Regions from separate parts of the Sus scrofa genome. Here all the other regions are linked to region 1. The links are chromatin contacts, called in public HiChIP or PLAC-seq maps. All regions are on one chromosome and are shown on one strand. The core of a region is the stretch at or near the end of the contact, and the rest is flanking DNA. Distances in the headings are between cores, read along the strand shown. Region 1 has its middle 140 kb from the start of HS6ST1. Region 2 has its middle 280 kb from the start of HS6ST1. Region 3 overlaps HS6ST1 (heparan-sulfate 6-O-sulfotransferase 1).

Region 1 (4,420 bases), core at 1,511-4,010:
CCCAGGGACTGGTTCCAGCTTAATTGTGAGCAGAAGTGATGAGTGTAACCTCCTAACCTCCTGGATCCTCCAGGATCCTTCTTCCTCTTCCAGGGAGCAGCCAAACTCCAGGCAGCAGTCCTGTCACCAATCTTTTTTTTGGTCTTTTCTAGGGTTGCACCCACAGTATATGGAGGTTCCCAGTCTAGGAGTCTAATCGGAGCTGTAGCTGCCAGCCTACACCATAGCCACAGCAACAGGAGATCTGAGCTGCATCTGCCACCTACACCACAGCTCACGGCAACACCGGATCCTTAACCCACTGAGCAAGGCCAGGGGTTGAACCTGCAACCTCATGGTTCCTAGTCAGATTCGTTAACCACTGAACCATGACGGGAACTCCCTGTCACGGGTCTTAAACCAGGAGCCCCCATCTCTACTCAGCTCTGGTCCAAGTGTACCTGTCAAGTCTTTTGATTCCACAATGCCCTGCCTAAACTTGTCAGTCTTTCCATAGACCAAAGACGTAGAAATGAAGAATAAGTAACTAACCAACAACTAGGTCACTTCCCCAGCTTCCCCTTCAGTGATTTCTGAACAAACTGAACAAGACAGTGTCAGCTTAAAAAAAATGTACAATCTGAAAGTTGAGAGTTAAGTTTTATTTGGGGCAAAATTAGGACTTAAGCCCAGGAGACAGCATCTCAGGTAGCCCTGAGAAACCATTCCAAGGACCTAGGATATATGAGTTTTTGCAACAAAGGAAAGGTAATAGGAACAAAAGATTTACAGGAAAGATTTATAGAAAACCAGTTTCTGTGGGAAGAGGTAAAGGTCTGGGCTTAGTGGAATCACTCCTTTGATATGCACCTCAGCTGTGGGCCAGTCTTGTTTGTTTCTTTCCTGAGTTTCCTCAGGGTTCAATGGCCCACTCTTGGGAGTGACTGCATTCACAGGTGACTGTGATGTCTTTTGTCCACTTAGCTACTGTCCAGGAGGCAGTATTTCAGATAGCTCTGAAAAGCTGCCCCAAAGAGAAAAGGGGAAATATCAAGATATAAGTGATAAAGGTGAATGGGAAGGTGTATGCAGCCCTGCATACATTTTACGGAAGTTTGCTGTAACAGAAGGTTACTACTAGTCATGAGGAGCAGACAGCACCATGAAGGGTTTTAGTGGTTTTCTAATATGAGGAGATGCAAGAAGTTTTCTCCTAAAACATCTAACTCTCTGAAGATCTGCTCTTCCAGTTTCCCCAGAGCACAGAGTGCCTCAGCTCTGCTTGGGGGTGTGCCTCGGGTCGGCAGTGCAGTGGCTCATGGTTTAATTCCGTAGAGGCAGATGGCAAGTGCCAAACTCCAGTTCACAATAGCATCTAAAGAAACAATATCACAAGACATCTACACGCCTGCACACAGTTGGGGATGGCAATGACACTGACCCCCGTCTCAATGATTAGCCGAGATCACTTCCCTTTTCTCTTTAAAAAATTTCATGGCTGAGCAGAATCTTCAGAGATAGTTTTTGGGGGACACTGAGTCCACCATCTCCCAGGATGGCAAGCGTTCTGACTGAAAGCAACCTGCCTTTCCACCAACATTTGCGAGTATTGTTTTTTTTAAGGGGCAAGTAGCTGGACCTGACTCTATAAAAAAGTGAGGGGACATCCACAAGGGTGTTCACTGTCCGTTGGGTGTGTAGTGTGAGTGATACTAATCTCTGATTGTAAATTCCTCCCAGGGGGTTGTCCCCAGGGCAGATCAGGTGATGCCCAGCAGAAGTTCCTCTCATGCAGAAGGGAGGTGCCGCCCCCAGCTGGAGGGGCCCTGGTGATGCAGCTAGCTCAACCTTCCCATTTTACAGAGGGAGAAACTGAGGCTGGAGATGGAAGAAGGGTGTTTCCAGTCACACAGCCAGTTGGTGGCACAGCTGGAACCAGGTCTCTGCATGTTTTCTTTAGCCTTTTTTTTTTTTTTGCTGAATCACGTTGCCTCCTGAAAGTGGATTTGTGGAAAGGCTTCCAAAGCAAAACAGAAAAATGGATGGCCTGACTTTGGGGTGAGAGAGAGTGAATTAAGTAAAGAGAATGCTCACTGAACATTCATTATTAAAGTTAGCCTCAGGCTAGGAGGGGCTGTGTTGCTGCTGTGACACAGGCTGAAGCTTCCCAGAAGGGGGTGGGGGTGGGATGGCCAGGCAAGGTCCAGGACACATTTGGGTAAGGGGTTTCACTTTCTGAAGAACACAGCCAGGCCTGAGGTCTGTTAGGAGGGGAGAAGCAGAGACAGATGTAGGATGGGACAGCCTCGTTTACAGCACCACTGGCCAGACGTTTTCTAGATGGACTTGTGTCACCACAGGGAGGCGTTATACCAGCCCTCTAGAGGAGGCTTGCAAATGTTATGGGACTTGTTCAGGCTCAACGGGCTTTCAGTGACAGAGCTGGTGTTTGACCAGCTGGAGCTGTGGCAGAAATCTGGGCTTGGCACCTAGGTTTTGCCACATTTGAGCTGTGTATCCTTGGGGGGCCACTTTGCCTGAGTCTCAGTTTCCTAGCCTGCCCATCAGGCAATGGTCCTAGGACAGATCCTGATGTCTGGGTGTTCCCACAGGTTTTGCAAACAATCTGTGTGAATGCTGAGTGGGGTGCCCAGCCTTGATGGTGATTTTGGAGGCCCCAGGCTAGGTCCTTGAAAGTTTCTCAAGCACAGACTGTGCTGCAAGATCAAGTTCCTCTCTCCCCGGGTGACCTGGGTGGATGGGTGCACTCTCCCTGGAAGAGAAACCCGGTTTCCGGAGGTTTGTGGGTGATTCCGAGAAAGGGCCAGCCCCTTCTGGGAAGGAAGGAGGGGAGAGGGGGGTGGCAGGGAGCAGCTGGGGCCTGAGCAGAGAGGTCAGGTGAGGGGAGCAGACTGTGCCGGGAAGAGCATATTGATTTCCTCCTTTTAGAAATGGACTCGAGTGGAATCATTCATAATGTGCCCTCCCCACTGCTGACAATACCCATTCCCATCACTGTCGGGGAAATGGATTTGCAGCACTCTCGGAAAGAGAAAACAGATTGCCTGAGCTATGCAGGGAGAGCTTGGTTCCATCCCTGAATGCTTTCAGGAGAGCCTGCCAGTGGCTTGCTGGGGACAGAGGGCAGAGGGATGCACTCTCAGCGCCTGCTCCAGGGAAAACAAGGTCTGCATCAAGCACTGCAACTGTTGCCCAAACTTGGCCTCTGTCCATTGGCGCCGAATAGCTATGTGGAGAGAGTTTTGGGTGAAGGAGGAAAAGATGGCTTTGCCAGGAAAGGGGACCACAGCAGGCTAATGCCTTAAAGACTGTGACCCCTTGGAAGGGGTTAGGAGGTGGTTTTATAGTTTGGAAAGTGGAAACAAGGCTGCAGATGAGGATCAGGCTAGAGGCAAGCATGCATTGTCCTTCAAAGCTGGTGTTTAGTGGTCCAGGACTGGCTCTGGTGGTCCTCCTTCTTCCCGGAATGAAGAAAGCTTCATCAAGTAGTTCTTCCATCTGTTGGGGCTTTTAATTGTGCCGAAAGGCTTGAAGATATTGTTATGTACATTCCTTGAAGAGGAACCAGGACCCTGCCCCAAGGCTGCACTGTTGTCTCTTGACTTCTTCTCCCTGGTCTCTGCATCCCTTCCCTTCCCTGATTAGCAACTGCCCTTTGGAACTCAGGAAAGGTCTTAGAGGCTGAAGCTTATTCCCTAAAAACAAGGAATGGAGGACCCAGAAATGCTTGTGTGCGCTGGAGTCCCACAGGGCCCTAGCTTGTTTGTACAACAGTGACAAGCAGTCAGTCCTTGGTGGGCTGGGTCTTCAAGGGGGTAATGATGGACCCGGGGGGGGGGGGGAGGGGAGGGAAGGGTCAGCAGGCTGCCTGGGGGAGCAGAATTTGGGCTGAGTCTCAGAAGCAGGAGGGGGCCACGCTGAGCATTCTGGGTAGAGGGACGCCAACCCAAGTTCTGGTCAGGGGGATTCTTGCAGCAAACCAGTGGGAGCCTGGGAGCTGGGGCCCACAGGATGGAGGTGAGAGGTGGCTGGAGAAGAAGGCGGGTGGTAATGGGGCTCCTGATGCCTTTCCTTGCTGCCTCCTTTCTGTTGCTGTCATCCAGGTGTGGATCAGCCCCCTGCCAGTAACTCAGATGCCCCTTCTGGCCCTGGAGCCGGCAAAAGCTGGCTGACTGGGGTCATGGTTCTGCTTGCCTTAGCCTTGGCCTGAGGTTTCTGGCTGCAGGGTAGCTTCATGGGACACAGGGATCAACCAGCCATGACCTATTTTGAAGAGAGACTGGGGCCAGTCCCCTGCCCGGCCAGACTGCAAGGCATGTCTTGGTGTGGGTTCCTTTATTCCTTCATCCATTCATTCATTCACCTGTACAGTCTTTCTCTAGAGGAATATCAATGCCAAGGCCAGGTGGGCTGGACTCCC
Region 2 (5,137 bases), core at 1,510-4,009, 150 kb after region 1:
ACTGTCCTCGCCACTCTGTCCCCCTCCAGGGCCACCCTTTGCTGTCTTTTCTCCTGGTTTCTGATCATCTTCCTGACCCAGAAGTCTGGAGGCCTGAGGCTGTATCCTGGTCCTTTCTTCCCCTTTGCCTTCTCTCACACTGTCTCCAGGGCCTCATTTGAGCTCATGACGGTTTTTTGGTTTTTTGTTTGTTTGTTTTTTGTCCATGAACGTAGCATGCAGAAGTTCCTGGGCTAAGGATCGAACCCGAGTCACAGCAGTGACAATGCTGGATCCTTAACTGCTAGGCCACCAGGGAACTCCTGAGCTCATGGTTTTGAGAAGCAAGTGTCCCTCCAGCCTGGCTCTCTCCTGAACCTAGGAATCGTCACCTAACTGTCTGTCTAATCCCACGAAGATGTCTAATGGGGATCTCAGACTTGACCTGCCCTCCTTCAATTCCTGCCATCTCAGCAAAGGGCAGCCCTCCTTCCTGCTGGCCAGGGAGAACTCTGGGGCTTCTTCTGGACATCACTCTCTGCTCTGTCTGTCTGTCTTTCTCTGCCCTCTCTCTCTGCCTCTCTCTCTCTTTCCTACTTCACATCCAACTCATTAGCAAATCTTATTAGGCTCTTTGTGTCCAGAATCCCACCTCCTCTCTCTCCTTCCCTTGTACCACAACCACCCCAGTCCAAGTCAGTACCACTGCTTGCTGGATTGCAGTAACTTCTTTAAAATTTTTTTTTATTATAGTTGATTTACCACATTCTGTCAATTTCTGCTATAGGGCAAAGTGACCCAGTTATATATACATTCTTTGTCTCATACTGTCTTCTATCATGTTCTATCATGAGTGACTGGATATAGTTCCCTGTGCTGTACAGAAGGCCCTCATTGCTTATCCATTCTAAATGTAATGGTTTACATCTACGGCTGTAGCATCTTTGCTTTCAGACTGCTGCCTGCTTGCACTGCAGCCATGGCTCCTTCACAAGAACTCCTCTTTGTTTGGGTATCAGCTTCGGCATTGTGTTTATGGGATGGGGAACAGGGGGGAGCAGACTGATGGGGGCCTCACAGTTAGTTCCAGTCAATCTAATAATCCCACTTCTCCAACAAGGGCTGGTTCAGGGGTGGGCATATAACTCAGCTCTAGAGAATGAGGCTTGAGGGAGTCAGCTGCGGGCTTCTGGGAAAGTGTTTTCGTCCCTGGTAAAACCATTGAGCCTCCTGGGAAGAAGGCTTTCTGCCACCATCTGCCTTTCTTCCTGCTTTCATTTTTGTGAGGATGCAATACAGCCATTCTTCACTCTTGAGGAAAAGATCGAGTGCCCCAGGCCCCTGATGGGTTGGAACCACAGAATGAGTCTCGGAACCACTCAGTTGCAGACTTCTTGCCAAAAAACACAACACACATTTAAAACCATGGTGGTCACTGTTTTGTTTCTAGTACCCAGAGGCACCCTAACTGTCTGACACCCCACCCCCATGCTGGAGGCAGAACTGGGAGGAGGAAGGGGCTTCAGGTGCCCTGAGCGAGTCCTTTGGGGGGATGGTTGGGGAAGGAGTGGAATGCAGAGTGGAGGTGCTTTGCCTAAGCCAAGGTAAGGACTGGCTTTGAGGAGTGGGGACTTGAGGGAGACTGGAGGGAAGAGTCATCCTGGGATGGCCTGGTTGAAAGACTTTTCAGCCCAGGAACATGTACTGCGCTGTGGCAAGGGCTTCTATGCCGTCACAGGGGGCCACCTGTCTTCCCAGATGATCCAAAACCCTGCTGCCCAGAAGGGCCTATGCATGTATTTGATGGTATATGCCTTTTGGGTGTGTCTAGATCAAGAGAAGGGGCTAAGTTTGGTATTTAATCATGTAATCATGGACAGCTACATGACTTTGAAATGAGAAATCCCAGAGATAAGAGAAAGAATTTAGTGGGAGGAGACAGTCAAAGCTATTGAAGACTAGGAATGGGAAAACTGTAGAATTTCCTGAAATGTCACAAAAGGCTTTATTTTTATTTTTTTAATTTTTAATAAAGTGTAGTTGACTTATAGTGTTGTGTCAATTTCTGCTGTATAGCAAAGTAACCTTGTCATACATATATATACATTCCTTTTATATTATCTTCCATCACGGTCTATCCCAAGAGATTGGATATAGTTCCCTGTGCTCTCCAGTAGGACCTCATTGCCTATCCATTCTAAATGTAATATTTTGCATCTACTAACCCAAACTCCCAGTCCATCCCCCTGCCTCCCTCTCCCCCTTGGCAACCCCAAGTCTGTTCTCTATGTCCATTTCTGTTTTGTAGATAGCTTTGCTTACGCCATATTTTAGGTTCCACAGGTAAGTGGTAGCCAATGGCCTAGCAGGGGACCACAGGAGAGGCACACATTCCATGGCTGGCCACGGGGCAGGTGGAGTGAACATCACCGGGCTTCCCATCTTCAGAAGAGCTCGACAGGGTCAAGTCAGCCTTTTGTAGACTTCGGCATTAGGGAGACCTGAGCTGCTGTGGCACCAGCCCCTGGGATCCCCTTCTGTTCACTCAGTTACTTTCAGCTGGTGACTGAATGCAGGCAGAATAATGCCCCTCCCTCACAGGTTCCGACCCCAAGTGTAGGAATCTCTGAATATGTTCCTTCACACTGCACTGGACCTTCTGCTTTCTGTGGTGCCTTTTCTTTCCTTCCTTCCTTTTTTTCCAGTTGGCTTGTGTGGGCCCTTTGCTCTGTGCCCAGGAACTGGAGCTCTGACTCATTCCTGATTGCAAGCTTCTGCATTTTCCACAGGCATGCAGCCGGGGATGTGAAAACAATTACGTCAAAATGAACTCTGCAAGTTGTGGGGTGATGGAATAAGTCATCTGGTAAAAAGTCATGGGTACAGGATGACAGCACTGGGAGCCACTGGGCAGTTCGGGGGTAGGAGGCCCCCTGCAGAACCCTTCCAGAAACAGTACCCAGGGCTCTGAGGTGTGTGAAGAGGGTGCAGGGATGTGTGGTGCCTCTGCAACAGGAAGGCTGAGGATGAGCATGTGGAAATGTGCCTCTTGATAGGAATATGCAGCCTGGCCGACCACACACTCGGCTGTTCTCTTAGGAGAGGGAGGGACTGCTGGAGACCGAGCTCTCCCCAGCGGCCCTCAGGGATAATGCTGAGTAAACATGTGCCTTCCCAGCTGGTCGCCTGCCCTGAGGTCCTGGAGGCTTCCTGCACCTCAGGCAGGACCTCCTGGGCTGCTGATTTCTCCTCCTTTCTCTGACTTCTCTGGTTCTCAGGAAGGGGAGGCAACAGGCATTCGGGGTGTGCCAGCCAGTCTCTGCAAGCATGAATTAGCATAAGTGCCTTTTCTAACCGCCAAGGTGGTGCCACCACCTTTACTGGTAAATGCTTAGATTCAGAGGGGCCAGGGCTATCCCCGCAGGAGAAGCCCTGGTTTGCCTCCTCCAAAGCGCCCTCCCTAAAGGTCCTGGTCTGGTCTAAGAGGCCCTTGCTGCCCTTTCCAGGTCTTGGGAGGAAAAATTGTTCCTGCCCGGGAGCTGGAGGCCTCAGACCTCCCCACCTGGCCTCTCCAGTGGTCTCCTCTAGGCTCCCTCCTTGTATGGCAGTGCCTTGTCCCCTGGGCCTGTGTGCCCAGCCTCTGGCCCTGGAAAGATGGGTCAGTGGCTACACAGGCTGGCTGGGCTCTGGTCCCCGAGCCTGCCCTGGAGAGCACAGGAGGGGCTGGCCTTGGACCCTGCTGCCCTCCCAGTGCCTCCTCCTTTCTTCTCCCAGCCCTCCATCTTGGGAAAATGGGGCATGTGTGTTCTGGTGGGAGTCCCCTTCTGCTGCCCTCTCAGGCCCCTCTAGCCCCTTTGTCCCCCCTCAGTTGCTGTCCTTCCAGGCCTGCGTGAATGACATCTTTCCCACCTCTGCACCTGAGATGGATACCTGTGCTGTGTCACAAGCCCCCTTAACTCAGTGGTGTACACTTCCCATCAATTTATGCTCATGATTCTGTGGGTCAGGAGTCCAGATAGGACATGGGATGGGGGGTGGGGCTCTGTTCCACCACGGCTGGGGCTGAAATCATCTGAAGGCTCACATGTTGGCGGGTGAGGTGGGCTGTCAATGGGACCTCAGCTAGGCAGATAAAGGTCACCTCTGCATGTGGCCTCTTGGAGTAGCTGTTCTGGGCTTCCTCACAGCATGGCAGATGGGCTCTCAGAGAACCAGGTGGAAGTGGTATTGCTTTTTGTGCTCTAGCCTTGGAAGTCACATGGCATCACCTCCCTATAGTCCCAGAGCTTCCCAGTTTCAAGGCAATGGAAGCACAAGACCCCACCTTCTCATTGTCAAAGTCACACTGGGAGAGGAGGATATGGGATGACAGAGATTGTGCTGCCACTTGAAAATGCAATCTGCTCCTGCCCACGAAGGAACTAGGTTCATGCATTCGTTCATTCACATTGTCCAAGCTCTTCCTGTGGGCTAGACACCTGAGGGCCACTAGGGGAACAAGAGCAAACCCTACCTAGCACACAGTCCTAAAGCCCGAAGTGTGCAGGGTAGGCTGAGAGATAACAAAGCAGAGCTTAGGGTCTTTGTGGATCAGCATCTCCCTTTAACAGAACATTGTTAAAAATCCACCACTTTCAAAAGATCTGGTCAGGATGCCTCAAACCCATGATCTAGGACCTGTCCAGGGATTTCAACCTACTTTCTCTCTCTTTTGTGCTACCTGGTTATTATACCAGAAGAATCTCAAAGAATGGGCTCAGTCTCTCCTTCTGTACATGTCCTGACATCTCCCACAGAGAAGGCACAAAAAGTTTGCTGACTGATTTCCACCCTTGCCCCACCCCCACCCCCATCTTCTCTCTTTAGCAGTTATATATTCAGTTATGTATTCCTTCAACACACATTCATCAATCATTTCTGTGTCAGGTGCGGCAGAAGTCACAGAAGTTACCGGCTGATTGAGATCGGGTTTTGCCTTGACCCTCTAAAGAATAGTCCTTGGCAAGATCCTGAGACCACTGAAGCTACTCACTCAGCCCACCTTCTCCCTGCCCTAGGGTCTGATCCATGGGATAAGCAGAGCTGGCCCCAGGAGGTAGGAGGATGGACAGTTCCAGAGGAGAAGGAGGAAATATCCTCAGATGAGTCCTGCACTCTG
Region 3 (5,118 bases), core at 736-3,235, 160 kb before region 1:
CACCCTTCCACCTCCAGGCCCAGCACCCTGTCTGGGATCCATGGTCCCCTCTGGCTGGACTCATCCTTTCCTCCATCACTGGACTGAGGCAGCCCTGCCCTCGTGTAGCATCTGAAGGGCTGGACATGTGACCGTGAGACATGCAGATGAGCAAGTGCCAAGAGGTTAGGTGCCACGCGGGGGCAGGGTCAGGCAGGGACTGGGGTGACAGCATTCCTGATGACCCCCCGAGGACAGAGGACAAAGAGGAGGGGTCCAGGTCGGGTGGGAGGTAGGTGGGGCGGGCACGGACTAGTTCTAAGTTCCCAGGGTGGGTGAGAGGTGGAAAGGAGGTCGTGGTTTTAACAAGGAAAAGACATTGTTATCAAACAGTGGGAAAGAAGGAAATGTCTGTCCTTGTTTCAAAATTCCAAGCTGTTGCAAAAATATGTATGAAAAACACAAGTCTTCCTGGTTTAGGCTTAGGAAATACCTCAGCAGACCCTCCTCTGCCCACAACAACATCCAGAGTTACGGGGGTGGGGGTGGGAGTGGTGCAGATGAAAATCTTTTCTCGGGTGATAAACAAGGTTAGCAAAGTTTCAGGAGAACAGAGCTGGCTACTTTAGCCCCTGGCTCTGCGGCACAGAGAATCTGAGGCACTGCCGGTTGGCCAGGGGATGGCAAGGGGGTCCCCAAGGCAGGTGGGCCTGTTGAGTGCCTTCTAGGGGCCTAGAGCCCCCACTTTCCCCTCGAGGCAAATGACCAGGAAGTGGGACCTCACGTCTGCAGGAAGCCTGAGCTTTTCCTCCCCAGCCCCCTGACCTTCAGAATCCCATTGGACACTCATAAGCCCTCCAGGAGACCCATGGGGAGGGAGACTTAACTGCCAGGCTGAAAGGCACTGGGGGTACTGTGCAGGCCACAGCTCTGAATGGGCACAGATGGGAGGAAAGGCCCAAAGCCAGGGCTGGGTGCCATGAAGGGCAGAGCTGGGCCTCCAGCCATGTCCCCAGCACAAATCTGCCCTCTTGGCTCCAGCCTGTGTGCTGGTCCCCACTCTTGACCAGGGATGAGGTGCAGGTGAGGCCACCTCCCAGATACATGGAGGGACAGATGCCACAGTGCCTGGCAAGGTCACAGAGGCCCACCACAAGCCTCCCACTGGGGAGCCATTCTGATAGCACTGACGTGGTGGGGGGCGGAGAGGGGGACCCAGGATGGATGTCAGGCCCCTGACCACCCCTCCCGGCAGGTGACCAGAAAGGACATGGCTACTGGGGGTTCTGGCAGCCCTACCTAGGGTTGGGGCCGAAGGAGGCTGAAGCAGCAATGTCCTCCCAGCTGAGGCCAGGCTTGGGGTTACTCTGCACCCACTCAAGCACAGGCCTCTCCCGAGGTGCCCTCTCTGATGAGTGAAGGTCAGACCTTCCCCACCATGGCTAGGGTCAGCCCCAGACCTGGACTCTTGACTTGGCACTGGTGCTCTGGCTGGGGCCTTCCTGAGGCACTGGGGAGCCCCCCTCCGCCCTTCCACTCTACTGGGCTCATGCCAGCTGCTTGGGAGGTGACCCTGCCTGGCTGCTGGGGCCTCAAAGGGCTGCTGCTGACGTTTCACGCCCACCGATCTGGTGCTGTCTGGCTTCTGACATCAGCAAGGAGACTCCACCTCTGCCGGAACACACAGGCTCCCAGCTCGGGGTGAAGGGAGCGTGACCAAGCCCTCTGGTCCCCTGGGTGGTCCGTGCACTCGCTGACTCAGCCTGAGACCTGCCTCCAGAGCTTTCACCTCCTCGTCATCAGCTTGAGTGTCGGCCAGGACCTCACTGGTACACTCTTCCTGCTTCCAGGCCTTTGCTAGTCCCCCATGTCCCCATAGCCTGTACCACGGAGGGCCCAAGGAAGATGACGCACGGGAGACCCATAAACACAGCTGGGGACAGTGTCAGGCCTGCTGGGGCACGCAGCACACAGCCTGCCCCTCCCCCGCCATCTGCCAGCCAACATCAGCCTCTGGGTCTTGGCGCCAGGGACACATCCAACCGCAGCCAAGACCCAGCACAGGAGGCCCACGCGGCATGGCATAGCTCAGCAGACGCTGTCCCTGCCAGGTCGCTAACAGTTCAGGGCCTAGCATGCTCGGGGGGCTTGAAACCTATGTCTGATGGCTCCACGGCAACGGCCCTTCTGGGGACTCAGCAGTGACACAGGAGCACACACGATGAGCAAAATCTCCACATCAAAGCTCGATGTTACACCTGACACCAGGTTTGGAAAACGCATAAACCAGGCACGGAGGAGACACAACACATACCAAATGTGGGGACGGGGGTGGGGGTGGGGGGGCTTGTGTGTGTGGGGGGGTGCTGTTCCCAGGCCTGGTGCTCTGGGCAACTTTTTCTTCTGCTTTCAATTTTTTTTGGTATTTTTCCAATTTTACATAACCAAGCATGCATTATAAAACAAACAGATGAAAAGATTAAGGGGCTTTTTTATGTACCTAAGCCAACCTGATCTTCTCACTACAGGTACAGAGTTGGGGGCATGGGAGGCCTGGACCCCCCAATGGCTGTGCAAATTTCTCCACAACCAGGAGACCAACTACCTGCCTGTATGGAGTCAAGAGGCCAGAGCTGGTCTGGGGACCCTGGGCCCTTCCTCAGGGCACAACCTGCTGACCCCACAGCTGGTGGGTGGCTCTACTCCCCACAGCACCCCTTGTCCCAGGATCTCAGGGGAATCCTCCTGGTCCCCTTCCTCATGGCCCCACCCTTAGAATAGAGAGGAGGCGGCTCTGCGCATACAGTTGCCCACATGAGCAAGAAGTGGGCCAGTGAAGCACGGCCTCACGTGCTCTCTGGACAGAAACTGTTTTTTCTAGAGGGGGGAATTCAGAGCCTAAATAGCACACTCCAGACAGAAGCCATCTGATGTCCAAATTAACTGCAGTGTCCCTCTTTTTCTTCAGTGGTCCCTGCTCTCCCAGAGGGACAACTGCCTGATGCACTGGGAAGGCAGTCATCTCAGCTGTGACCCTTGATCTTGGGGGCTGGAGAAACGGATGTTTCCAGAACAAGCACCCCCAACCCCCACCACTTCAGGGGCCCCTCCATCGAGTGCTTCTGTGGTTGGGGTGGGGGCGGGAGCCGGCACTCACTTGGTTTATTCCTACAACCTCTGGGGCAGATGCCCTCTGCAGACAGGCCAACTGAGGTTCAGAAGACCCTGGGCCAGTCTCCTAGTTATCAGGGGGTCCACACCTGGTACGTGTGTCTGCCTCTGACTGACCCCAGATGCAGGGTCTCCTGGAGGAGTTGGGGCAGGACACACCAGGAACGGGTCTCCCTACCTGCCATGAGCTCAGCCATGTGGCAGCTGTGTGGCCCTGACAGGTAACCTGAGGAAATGCATCTGTGTCCTCACATGAGGGAGGCTGTCCCAGGGACCCCCAGACCAGCCATGTGGGAAGGAGATGAGGGTCATGGTGGGGGCAGGGTGGCGGAAGGGAGAGAAGCCATCAGTCAGTCAGAAAAATCATGGAGTTCCCATTGTGGCCCAGCAGAAACGAATTTATCCATAAGGATTCAGATTTGATCCCTAGCCTCATCAGCGGGTTAAGGGTCTGGCGTTGCCATGAGCTGTGATGTGGGTTGCAGATGTGACTCAGATCCCACATTGCTGTGGTTGTGGTGTAGGCCAGCAGTTGCAGCTCCGATTTGACCTCTAGCCTGGGAACTTCCATATGCCACAAGTTCAACCCTAAAAAGAAAGAAAAAAAAAAAAAAATCACAAGGAGCCCCATAAACTTAAAAAAAAAAACAACCCAAAAAACAAAAAACTAAGCAGTAGTTAAAAACCTTTCTATAAGTTTTCAAGTACTGGGGAATGTCTGCACCCTAATTTCACATAGTTCCACCAAAAAGCAACAAAACAAAAACAGGTACACATGCACACAGGTACATATATACACACAGAGAACAAGACACGTACATGCAAGGGCACGTATGCCAAAATGACAGATGTTAACAATCAGTGTGTCTAGGTGAAAGGTCTAGGGTTTTACTGCTATTCCAACTACTGTGTAGGTCTGACATTTTTCAAAATAAAAAGTGGAGGGACATTTCCTACAAAGAAAATTTCTACCAAATTTTGAAAGAACAGATTATCCAACTTTATGAAAACTCTTCTAGATAATAGTAAAGAAATGCATACCACCCTCCCAACGCCCAACTCATCCTCTGAGGCCAACACAACCCCGATACCAAAATCAGACAAACACACGAGAAGAACGGAAAATTATGGCTCTTTTCATTCTCAATATAGATGTACAAAACCGCAGACAAAAATAAGACAAAATCTTATGAAATCAAATCCAGTAGAGCATACAAAAGCTATGATGCTATGACCAAGTTAGGTAATCCAGGTAGGCAAGGATGGCTTAATAAGAGAAAATCCATTTCTACAACTCATCACATCAACAGATTACAGATGTCAACAGGTGTACAAGAAGAACACGCTAAAATTAGGTAATTATGCATGATTAGAATAGAATTCCCTTAAGCTGCTAAACTATCCTAAAGAACCTAGAACCAACAGGGTCTTTGTAGGGAAGAGTCGCATACTTTCCTCTGAGACAACGAATGGGGGCAAAGGTACCCCCTCTCCTGGTTGTGACCCTTTGCTCTTATGATAAGATGGCAAGGAGGCCGTCTGCCTACCTGTCTCTGGTGAGCACCTGTGTACAGACATGGGGCTGGGGCCTCACCCGCAGAACCTGGCTGCAGGAGGGGGCCGCTTAGCACATCTGCTGCTCTCCGATGGATCCCACGGCTAAGGGTGCGGATTGCTTTTGGAGGGCAGAGGGTCCTGGAGGTTTGGGGCAGCCATGCAACCAGGAAAGCAATGGCCTCATCGGTCTGCATCCTCCCTGTGCTGGGCCTCTTGAGGCTTGAGCCTTGGGCAGGGAGGGCCCCAGGCCCCAGGTGAGCTCAGCAGGTACGTCAGCCAGAGTGCCCGCTTCCGAGTGAGCTCAGTGGGCTGGCCTCCGACCCTGAGGAAGAACCCCTGGCTGCATGATCAGGTCTCCAGAGGCCGATGCCCCATCTGTAGCAAGTGGAGAGAGAGTGTGCACATGCAGCC

Evidence for each region. HiChIP or PLAC-seq counts read pairs in DNA pulled down with a chosen protein or histone mark.
Region 2: an H3K27ac HiChIP or PLAC-seq map of alveolar macrophages shows a contact between it and region 1. The contact joins two enhancer-like sites. A contact is called at or near these places in 1 of 47 Hi-C or Micro-C datasets (embryonic fibroblasts) and 1 of 2 datasets of contacts at active chromatin or transcription factors (alveolar macrophages).
Region 3: a contact with region 1 is called in an H3K27ac HiChIP or PLAC-seq map of skeletal muscle. The contact joins two enhancer-like sites. A contact is called at or near these places in 2 of 2 datasets of contacts at active chromatin or transcription factors (alveolar macrophages and skeletal muscle).

What each region holds. Positions count from the first base shown.
Region 1 is chr15:58,927,926-58,932,345 of Sscrofa11.1, reverse strand. No RefSeq gene overlaps it. Among named protein-coding and RNA genes, the nearest start is that of HS6ST1, 140 kb to the left of the region's middle. Within about 2 kb of position 2,760, at least 14 of the 83 cell types and tissues checked have an H3K27ac peak or open chromatin away from gene starts, as enhancers often do. A contact at or near this core is called in alveolar macrophages and skeletal muscle, where this site is marked.
Region 2 is chr15:58,780,378-58,785,514 of Sscrofa11.1, reverse strand. No RefSeq gene overlaps it. Among named protein-coding and RNA genes, the nearest start is that of HS6ST1, 280 kb to the left of the region's middle. Within about 2 kb of position 2,759, at least 20 of the 83 cell types and tissues checked have an H3K27ac peak or open chromatin away from gene starts, as enhancers often do. A contact at or near this core is called in alveolar macrophages, where this site is marked.
Region 3 is chr15:59,088,613-59,093,730 of Sscrofa11.1, reverse strand. The region is part of intron 1 of HS6ST1 (heparan-sulfate 6-O-sulfotransferase 1); the gene reads right to left. Among named protein-coding and RNA genes, the nearest start is that of HS6ST1, 25 kb to the right of the region's middle. Within about 2 kb of position 1,985, at least 27 of the 83 cell types and tissues checked have an H3K27ac peak or open chromatin away from gene starts, as enhancers often do. A contact at or near this core is called in skeletal muscle, where this site is marked.